2 separate regions of the Hordeum vulgare genome follow, and region 2 is linked to region 1. A link is a contact called in public Hi-C data. All regions are on one chromosome and are shown on one strand. The core of a region is the stretch at or near the end of the contact, and the rest is flanking DNA. Distances in the headings are between cores, read along the strand shown.

Region 1 (5,593 bases), core at 1,482-3,981:
GAGGGCAATAGGGAATACATATAATTAAATGCATGATAGTTTTTTTCCAAATTGCACATCTTTGCCAGGTTGGAGCCACTTGTTCAAATTTGTACACGGTTGCTTCACATTTCCCTAAAGAAGAATTCGTCTTCAGCTGTATTATTTTATGTGCTTTAGCAGAGCAAAGTTGCAGAAAGTAAATTATTGCAGCTTTATTTTAATCCCAATTTATCAGGCATTGGTTGAAAATAAAACAATGTAAGTTTATTCTTTCACAAGTGGCCGGAGTGACCAGACCTCTTTTAGTCCGCGTGCTGCAAGGTGCCGGGCGACAAATCGCTCACCCCTACACCTATCGGATGTGGGCGGAGTTTATTTAGTTTCCTTTTTCTCTTTTATCATTTATTTTTGTAGTTCCCTCTTTACTATTCATTTTTGCTGGAATTTTAATATGTTAACGAAATTCTGTAAAACTTACACTAATTTATTATTTTTCGAAATTATAAAAAGATTGGAAATTGAACATTTTAAACATATCCACGAATTTAAAACTTTTCTGAATGAAAAAACGGAATTTTAAATTGTTCCAGAGTTTTAGTAAACTGAATCTAAAAAATCCAAATAAAGGAAATATTCGTAAAATGTTCCCGAATTATAAATAATGTTTAGAAACTTTTAACAGGTTGCCCAATTTTAAAAAACTGTTCACAAATTAGGAAAAGTTTCAGAGTTAAAGAATACTCCCTCCGTCCCAAAATGACTGTCTTGACTTTGTACTAGCTCTAATACAAAATTGTATTAAGCTTAAGGCAGTTATTTTGGGACGGAGGGAGTACTACCTAATTTTACAGAAGCCCAAATTTCAAAAAGTATCACAAATTACGAAATTTAAAAACAGAAAAAAAAAACAAAAAGCTGGTAAGAACCAATAAATATAAAAATCTAATGCACATTCTAGAATCATCTCAAGAGCAATTAAAAACAAAGACAGAAAATATAGTAAATCGGCGGGCCTGTTTACCATGCGGGAGTTGAGCGGTACATGGAAAACCCTATTTGCCGCTCTAGGCCAACCCGTGTCGGGGCTTCGCACAGAGCAGGAGAGGGATCGCTTAGCAGGGGTTGCAGTTCCTTCTAGAGGTTTTCAGATAATTTTTTTCAATTTTGGAAAACTTCTAAGGGCTTGTTCGGTTAATCCCCACCACAAGGGGGTTGAAGGGGATTGAAAGGGTTTGAGGTGGATTTTGACTTGTTGGGGATTTAATCCCTTCCAATCCCCTTCAAACCCCTTGAAAATCTATGGAACCGAACAAGGCCTAAAGGGTTTTCTGAACCGGTTTATTTCTTTTTCATTTTTATTTATTTTTTTCTTTTCCTTTTTTCGGTTTCTGTTTCAAAAAATGTTTTAATTTAGAAAAAATGAATTTTCAAAAAAATCTTCTTGACTTCAAAAAATGTTCTGTATTTTTCAGAAAATGTTTTCGGTTTCAAAATTAGTTTCTCAAACTCAAATTTGTTTTCAGTTTCAAAAAACTTTCTTAAGATTCAAAAACTGTTCGTGCTTCCAAATTTTTTTGGGGTTTCTAAAATTTGGTCTTAGTTTCAAAATTTGTTCTCAAAATTCATAAAATGTTCGTTCTTTATTTTTTTCGTGCTTTCAAATCTGTTCATGTTTTTTAAAATTGTTCTCGGTTTGAAATTTTGTTTTCAAAACTCAAATAATATTCACGTTTGAAAATTGTGTTCGCGCTTCAAATTTGTTTCAAGTTTTTCAAAATTGTTCTCCTTATCTAAATTTTGTTCCCAAGATTCAAAAAATGTTCATGCTGAAACAATTTGTTCACGCTTCCAAATTTGTTCAGGTTTTTTAAAAATGCTCTTGGTTTCAAAATTTGTTCTCAAAATTCAGAAAATCTTCGTGCTTTAAAATTTTGTTCACGTTTTAAAAAATGTTCGGGGTTTTAAAAAATTGTTCTCCTTTTCAAAATTTTGTCCTCAAGATTCAAAAAATGTTTATGCCTTGAAAAATTATTCGCGCTTCCAAATTTTCTCACTTTTTTTAAATTTGTTCATGGTTTCAAAATTTGTTCTCAAAATTCAAAAAATGATCGTGCTTTAAAATTTTGTTTGGAGTTTTTCAAAATTGTTCTCCTTTTCAAAATTTTGATCTCAAGATTCAAAAGATGTTCGTGTTTTATAAAATTGTCTGCGTTTTCAAATTTGTTCACATTTTTTGAAAATTGTTCATGGTTTCAAAATTTGTTCTCAAAATTCAAAAAATGATCGTGATTTAAAATTTTGTTTGGATTTTTTTAAAATTGTTCTCCTTTTCAAAATTTTGATCTCAAGATTCAAAAGATGTTCGTGTTTTGTAAAATTGTCCGTGTTTTCAAAATTGTACACATTTTTTGAAAATTGTTCTTGGTTTCGAAATTTGTGCTCAAAATTCAAAAAATGTTTGTGCATAAAAAGTTGTTCCCGCTTTCAAATTTGTTTGGAGTTTTTCTAAATTATTCTTGTTTTCAAAATTTTGTTATCAAGATTCAAAAACTATTCGTGTTTTAAAATTATCCGTGCTTCCAAATTTGTTCACCATTTTTAATTGTTCTTCAAATTTAGAAAATGTGTTTTCTTCACATAATAAAAGAAAAGAAAAAAGAACAAAAAAGAAACGTAACTGGGCCGGCCCAACCGGGCGCCCCGCTGTGCGATGCATGGGCTCTCTGCCGCATTGAGCGGCATGTAGGAGCTCCCGAGGTACATGTCTGGTCGACATGGGACACGTTACGCACGACTTACACGATCCGCCCATAGTCACTAACTCCCACGTTGGGCTTTCCTTTTCCATTTATGAAAACAGTGAGGGATGTTCGTTGAGCTAGCATGTTAGCCTTAACAACTAACAAAATTGTCTCAAAAAAGACAACTAACAAAAGACAATCCCAAAACAAAACCCCAAACCAAAGACAAAATCACTAATTGAAGAGTATACCTCTCAAAGATCATTAACATCTTTTCAGGTTGCGACACGTGACGCATTGCATGTCTATAACTTGTCTCAATCTGCGAGTATTCTCTTTTTTTATTAGATCCTTTATTTTCAAAATGTTTTATCTCTTAAGCCGTGCTTTCAAATCTTGAACTGTTTTCATCTTTGGACTCCCTACGCTGAGATCTTTAAAGCTAGATCCCATGTTAATAGGTTTTTATGATTTATTTTTTCAACAAAAAACTGGATGAAAAAACCGACCGAAAAACCGTGGCTGTCGCGAAAGATTTCCATTTCCTAGAGGCACGACCGTGCCTCTCACGAAAGCAAATCTGTTCCTCTCGCAGAAGCAAAACCGTGCCTCTCGCAAAAAAAGCATGTTTTTTTCCGTTTTCGAGAGGCACAGTCGTAGCTCCCGTTTCCGAGAGGCACGTCCATGTCTCTCGTGAAATAAAAAAACAGAAAATATTTTTTTTTGTTTTCGAGTTTTACGACCGTGCCTCTCACGGAAGCAAAATCGCACCTCTCGCGAAAAAAAACAAAAAACACATATTTTTTTTGTTATTTTTTTGTTTTTGAAAGACACGGCCGTGCCTCTCGCAAAAATAATCTGTACCTCTCACGAAAGTAAAACTGTACCTCTCGAGGAAGAAAAAAATAAAACACATTTTTTTTCTTTTCGAAAGGAACGGCCGTGCCTCTCGCGGAAGCAAATCCATGCCGTGTAAGAAAAACCTTGCTTTTTAGGAAAGAATAAAAAAACATGTTTTTTCATGCAATTTTTTGAAATTCGTCCAAAACCTAAGAAAGACCGATGAAAAATCAAACCCCCGAAAACACCCAGAATAAACCCCACCTAAGAAGCTGAAAACACATGAATTTTTTTCTAAAAAGAACACTCAGAACGCGAGACATGACAACGCGACCCGTGATGACGGATGGGGCAGCACGTAGAAGTGATCATTCGGAGGCTTCCGAAGGAACGCTCGCCGAGTGGCGAAGCCAGGAATTAAAGATCAAGCGGGCCAAATGACTCAAATTTTTGATAATAGGGGCTAAATTATAATAATACATGTACTTTTCCGAAATAATACACTATTCATCTTCAAATCAGGACTAAATCAGGGATGTTAGTGTGCGTACCCCCATGAGCGCCCAATCCTCTGTTTGCGCTGGCCCGATTTGGGTTTCTTCCTCATCATTTTGGGAAACAGTTCTACAACTTTTCCTGAACCGTGTCTTCATTTTATCTTGATCTTCTCTTCCGGGTTTCCCTTTTTTTCTTTGGTTTTTAAAATATATTTTAAATTTCTTTTATTTTCTGTTTTCCTTATTTATTATTACTATTTCTTTCTTCTTTATTTATATTCTTCATTGTTTCGAACATATTTTCACATTGGAACATATCTTGAAATCATGAACAGTGTTCAATTTTTATATAAATTCCTGAACATTTCTTCAAATCGTGAACATTTTTTGAATAACGAACAATTTTGAAATTTGGGAATACTTTTTGCAGTTAATGAATATTTATTATGTTTTTGACAAAGACCATTTTGAAATGGATTAACTTCTTATGATATGATGGAGTTTTTTTTAATTTTGTACCAATTTTTGAATCTCACAAACTCTTTTTTATTTTGTGGAACTGTTTTTAAAATCCATTAATATTTTTTGATGTTTGTACTTTTTTTTAAAATTATGAACATTTTTTGAATATGCGAACAATTTTTTGAAAACCATGAACACTTTGTTCAATCCATGAACTTGTATGATTTCTCGAATACCTTCTAAAAAACATGAACATTGTTTTGAATTCTCACACATTTTATGATTTCTAGGACATTTTGTTTGAAAATTCCCAATTATTTGGAATTTTGGTACTTTTATTGAAATCTTGAATTATTTTAAAGAAGAAACAAAATAAAAAACTAAAATAGAAAGAAAGAAATTCAAATGAGGATGTCCCCTTTTTTAGACGCACACTCGCGAGAATAGGATCGGTAGAGTTTCACTACCCGAGAAACAAAATAAAAAATGCACAAGAAAAACCCGGAGCCGGAAGCACCCCCCACCACACACACTTCTTCTCTTTCCAAGAAAGCACAATTGAAAATTTGTTCCTCCATAAGAAGCATATATGTGCTTCTAGCGGAAGCAAGAAAAAATATGAAGGTCATGTCCGCGATTAAGGACGATTTGAAAATTTATAACATCCGATTGTAGAAAACTACAACTAATAACTAAAACTTGTCATGCTATGTGTAGTGTGATTGTCTTTTCTTATGAGTTTGGGATCAAGAAGAGGACACTATGGGGTTATGAGTGGTTCTTAGATTGGCGTTCAACATCACTTATTGATCATTCTAGTTGTGCTATTATCTTGTTCTAGTACCTGTAGGACCATATGGTTAGAAATGCTTAGTGTTTGCTACAACCTCACCATTTCACCACATTCCAACTCATTAAGTATTGTTAGTCTTGATATCTTTGTTAATGTTATTGCAGAGTCTCAATGATCCATGGATACCACAACAGTGCCACATGCGGGTACAAATAAAGTTATGCTCTAGCGTGAGATTAATGTACATTCTATTTGGATTTCTTCTTCACAACGATCGT
Region 2 (5,336 bases), core at 13-2,512, 49 kb after region 1:
GATGGTTTTAAAAAACTGTTCGCATATTATTAAATAATTTACAAAATGTCTATGATTTTTTTTAAATGTTGAGAAAAACTATAAAAATACGAATTTCCAAATTTCTTCCCCATTTACAAAAAGGTCCATCGATTCTAAAAATGTTCACTGAGTGAAAAAAACTATCCATGCATTTTAGAAAAAAGATAAGTTTACATCAATTGACAAAACTTGATCACATGAACACTGATTTTCTCTTTTGATAGCAGCAAACACAAGTTCATGGGCCAGCCCATGTTTTATTAATTCATTTTTTTCTTATTTAAATTAATTCATGATTTCACAAAATTTCATATTTTTAGTTCTGAAAAAAAATGTTCATGAAACCATAGAATGTTTGGGAACTGAAACATAGGTTTGGGAAATAATAAAACATGCACGGTTTTAAAAAAAATGATGAACTTTAAAAATTGTTCACATATTATAAAATGATTCATAATTTTGAAAAATATATTCAACAAGTATAGAATGTTCATGATTTCTATAATGATCATTTATTCAAAACATATCCATGAATTCGAAGAAAATGTCTATGTAATAAAAAACAACATTGAGAAAAACTAAAAAAATCACGAATTTCAAAAATTATTCCCCAATTTTAAAAAGTTCATAGACTGTGCAAAAGGTTGTCCATGCATTTCAGAAAAAAAAAAAGATAAGTAAACATCAATCAACAAAATTTGATCACAGGAACATCATGACCATCATTAATGAGGATGGGAGAAAAGATAGGTGGCAACATGATGGGACACCGTGTTAAATAAAAAAATAGAGGATGCTCATATGTCGAGGTATTGAGTTATATTATACTTATTTGGCTATAACGTAATATTTTTGTCTCCCGTTGCAACGTACGGGCATATTTGCTAGTTCTTCCAAATAAAAGAACATTTGAATTCGAAACTTTGCAGATCAACGTCACACAATTTGTACCCACATACGTGTAGTATTAGTACCATACATGCATGCAAACAAAGAGGGCTTCATCCGTCCGTCCGTCCGTCACTGTCTGCATTCTGCAGCCGTGCTGTTGGTTCGCGCCTGGCCGTTATCGTGGCCTTTAAAGTTCGTTTACCCTTGTCCTGTCCGTTGCCGCCTCCCGCCTGCCCACACGCTGCCAGTGCCATTCCTCGCTGTCAAAACTATCAGCGCAGATACGCAAGGCTATGAACTTACGATGAAGCGGGTGCATGGCGGAGGCTGGATCCGAGGAACACGACGACAATGGCGACCTGTGACAAGAGCCGGCCGGGGGTCACCGGCTCTCCCAAACACAAACAGTTGTCGCACGAGTGACCAAAAGGCCGGATGGAACGGGACACGAAAGCGGTTCCAGGGAAAAGGAGAGGAAGATGAAAAGGAAAAGGCTGGCTGGCTGGGCTAGAGCTATTCATAGTGTGTATCTCTGCGAATTACTGCTATAATTGCTGTCGTGCTGCCCTTTTTATGCTGCTGTCGAGGCAGGCAGGTCCAAGCAGCCCACGCATCTAACTTTTCCTTCCACATAAATGTCCAAAATAAACATTCGTGTCGACCAGGCTACTCCCCCCCCAGTGATTTGATCATCTCCATTTAATTGGCTCCAAAATCAAGCCCACGAAAATGTAACTCTTTCAGGTCGGAGGCGTGCAGACTACACGATCTAGAACATTTCAGCCACTGAGGAAGCAATTAAGCAGAGGAAGCATGCATGTGAAATGGAGTTAGCTACTACAGTATTACTCCCTACATTCCTAAATATAAGTCTTTTAAGAGATTTCACTAGGGGTCTACATACGAAACAAAATGAATGAATCTATACTCTAAAATATGTCTATATACATCCGTATGAAGTCCACTAATGAAACCTCTAAAAAGACTTATATTTAGGAACGGAGGGAGTAGTACCTATGCTGTGTGCATGACATATTGACATGAACTAGAGCTTGCTTGGATGGTGCAAAGTCTTGGATTTGTAGAATAGGTATGTCTCTGCAAGTTCAGATGACACAAATCCGGGCAATGAGCTGACAAAAAGGAAGACACCCGGTGGTGGCCGGCCAAATGCCACTGTGGATTAAGAAGACAGATCCCACGGAAACTGTTTATAGCCAGGTGCAGTATATATCGATGGGAAAAAGTTTGGAGCCACAGCAGTTGACATGATCAGTGGCCATTGACAGATTCAGAGAAGCAATATGTAGATGCATAGATAGATAACATGAGCTTGCATGGATTACAATCAGGAGGAGGGAACAACCAAGACACCGGGGAGTAGACTAGAGATGCTCACTTTGAGTTATTAAGCATTTCAAATACAGGATTGCTAACAATTAATCATAGGGGCCCTAGAGCAGACATGATGCAACGGCAGCAGCAGCTTGACGATGGAGGAGGACGGCAGCGGCAGCAGCCTAGTCGCTGCTTGAAGAAGAAGACGAGGACGACGATGTGTCGGACTCGCAGTCCCATGCAACCTCGTAGACCTGCACCCTGTGGTGGAAGCTGCGATGGCAGCCGCAGGCTGAGCACTTGAGCGCGCCGAAGGTGCCCTCCTCACCCTCGGCGATGAACTCCCGGCAACCGTCCACGGCATAGCCCCCCGTGCTGGCGGCGTGGTTGCGGCGGCACTCGCCGTACCGCACGCCGCAGCAGCTGAACCGCACGATCGGCTCGCACCTCCTCAGGACCACCAGCCTCTTCATCACGAGGTGGCCTCTCTCTTGCCCTCTCTTCTTCCACTATGCTCCCAGCTACCTTGCTTCCAGTTCCAGCACAAACCAACCCCTATCCATCGCACCGCATATTTATAGACAACTTCCTTCCCCGGCGTCCTTGGCCTAGTGATACATCGTTTCCGACGGACAAAGTGCATGCTAACCTGCATAAACTCGACACATGATCACCCACTCATGCATGTGGAGACCTAATTGGGCTGGCTCAATTGATGGTCCAGCAAATTTCCACCTCACATTAGCAGGGGTGGGCAATTCTTGGGCCATTAAGGCAAACCTTAGATGAGACTGAGAGTCCTACCTTTCTGCCCTACCTCGTTCTCTGGGTGTGTGTTGTGTGCTCTTTTCCTCTCCTTTTCTTGGTTTCAAATAATTGGGGTGACCAGTTAAGGATACTTGAATCTTAAGAATCCCAAAGGAGTAGGCCCCTGCGACTGCGATCGAAAGGATATCATCAGCGTTGCATGCCAGCCTAGATATCTAACAAGGCAGGGTGTTGATTTCCTTTGCTCATTCTCTGCCCACCAGGCACCTGTTGCTCTACCCCATCCCTGTGCAAGTAGATTTCCTTTACTGTTTCAGCATGTGCCATAATGTTTGGACATGGATTTCTATATTGATTTAGACTCCTAAACAACAATTGGCCGAGTGTGATAGGGGAAAAGCTAAAAGGCCAATCATATGCAGCAAGAGAAGGGATCACAATCATGCAATCGACGCAAAGGTGAAAAAAAAATATCTTTTAACCAAGCACGCAACTATGTACTTACCCTTACGGGTTAGTGTCTCGGTATGGAAGGATAACGGTATAGGATGTCCTGAAACCAAAGATGGCTTAAACAAGTGATGACAGTCAGTCTACTTGGTTGAATACCTAAACGTACCAGAAGCATTCAGACATTGCCGTGCAGCCCAAAAATGCTATTACATGTAGGCTATGAATGGTCCCTGTTTGAGTGGGGTCCAAGGTCATCACGCCTTCACCTTTCTTAGGTGCTGCATCTACTTCAAAAAGCAGGGCTTTAAAACATCTGTCAGATCAAGAATACAAACCATCAATTTAATGATATTCAATAGTTTCGCAAGGATAGCATGCCTATTTTAATATGCGAAATCTTAGTGATGCAAAACATATGAAGGAGTCTCAACTTGACAAGCAAAGGGTACAAAGATTCATCTGTACAGTCAGCAACTCAGGAGTGCTAACTGCAGGGACATGTGAAGCCTATTAATTTTGTGCTTTCCATCCCAAGCTCAGATCCTGAGGCAGGAGAACATAACACCAAGAGAAATAACATCCTGGAGAAAAACAAATATCAAAGCTGCATTAGTGTGTAATGTGTAGATTTAAAAAACATTTGGATTTAGTGAAAACCTGCAGGGACATTCTGAGCTGACAAAGATAATCATCCAAGGGAAGATTCCTGCCAACTCCCTTTTTGCAGATTAGGCTTAGGTCATTCACAAAGCAATCACATCACCTTTCTTCAGAACAAGTGCAGAGTTCACATGGAACAACAAGAAGAAGCATGTGCATTCTTGTCCTAGGCAGCCTTCACCCTTTGAGAACTCAGTCTCAGGCAGCAATGCAAACCTCATACTGGAAATACCATGATACTGGATTATTTTGGAATGCCTGCACATGTCACATGAGATTAGACAACGGAAGCTTTTGCCTTTTCTTCTTAACTACCCAACCACAGAAGAGCTTGAGTGTTAGAGACATCATTTCCCTCGTACTGATGTGACTAACAACACACGATGCCATGCTCCTATGTTTTCGATATTTCACTAATATAGGATGTTTTCGATATTTCAATATGGACTACATACGGACTGGAATGAGTGAACAAATACACTAAAACATGTCTATATACATCTAATTCACAAAAAAGTTAGAACATCTTATATTTGTGAACCGAGGGAGTAGTTATGTGCTGGTGTAACTTTGCTTCAGTAAATTTGCTTGACTAATTCGAATTTTAGTTGTAGATACAAACTCCCTGTCATCATATCACCTTCACAAAGAAACTAGATACGTCTTACAGATATATTTGCAGCCCAGTCACTGGATGGTATTTTATGGGGGAAACTAGACAGAAAAGTGGGTAAGGGAGATGGAAAGCATGTACGATCAGAGCTAGCAACTAGCTCAAATATTAAATTAATCACAGAAAGTAGCAGTGTGCTCATAGATCACTGTTCAGCTGCCTTAGGCTTTTTTTTCTTTCAAATCAACCTTTGACCAAGTGAATAAAGGATGCATTGTGCCAATGGTCAAGTATATAGACCTGTGTGACACATGAAACATCATATAAGTTCGCGATAAATAAAACAGTGACATATGCACTCAAAAGCAGAGCCGCTCAATGATCTGGTTACCTTATTAAATTACCTTGATAGGACAAGCAAACAACAGACCTACGATTCCATAGCTAATTAGTTTAAAATGTCCAGGAAAAAGAAATCAGTTTCAGGTAAACCAAGATCGTCTAAATATGAAAACCATATGCAGTAGAACATTCAACGTTACAGACTGCAGCAACTTGGAAACTGAATTTTTTACCTGTAATATACGGTAGC

What was found. Hi-C and Micro-C count contacts between places; a contact is called where the count stands out from the background.
Region 2: a Hi-C map of leaf shows a contact between it and region 1, with 2.3 times the contacts expected there. The contact joins two enhancer-like sites. A contact is called at or near these places in 3 of 6 Hi-C or Micro-C datasets (leaf and seedling).

Annotation. Positions count from the first base shown.
Region 1 is chr5H:447,907,705-447,913,297 of MorexV3_pseudomolecules_assembly, forward strand. No RefSeq gene overlaps it. Among protein-coding and RNA genes, the nearest start is that of LOC123398604, 55 kb to the right of the region's middle. Within about 2 kb of position 2,732, at least 3 of the 3 cell types and tissues checked have open chromatin away from gene starts, as enhancers often do. A contact at or near this core is called in leaf, where this site is marked.
Region 2 is chr5H:447,958,564-447,963,899 of MorexV3_pseudomolecules_assembly, forward strand. LOC123398604 (a long non-coding RNA gene) reads right to left here. Exons shown (of 8, transcript XR_006610211.1): 2 at 5,320-5,336; 3 at 5,136-5,174; 4 at 4,129-5,044; 5 at 3,903-4,052; 6 at 3,524-3,784; 7 at 3,055-3,304; 8 at 2,734-2,899. Among protein-coding and RNA genes, the nearest start is that of LOC123398604, 4.6 kb to the right of the region's middle. Within about 2 kb of position 1,263, at least 1 of the 3 cell types and tissues checked has open chromatin away from gene starts, as enhancers often do. A contact at or near this core is called in leaf, where this site is marked.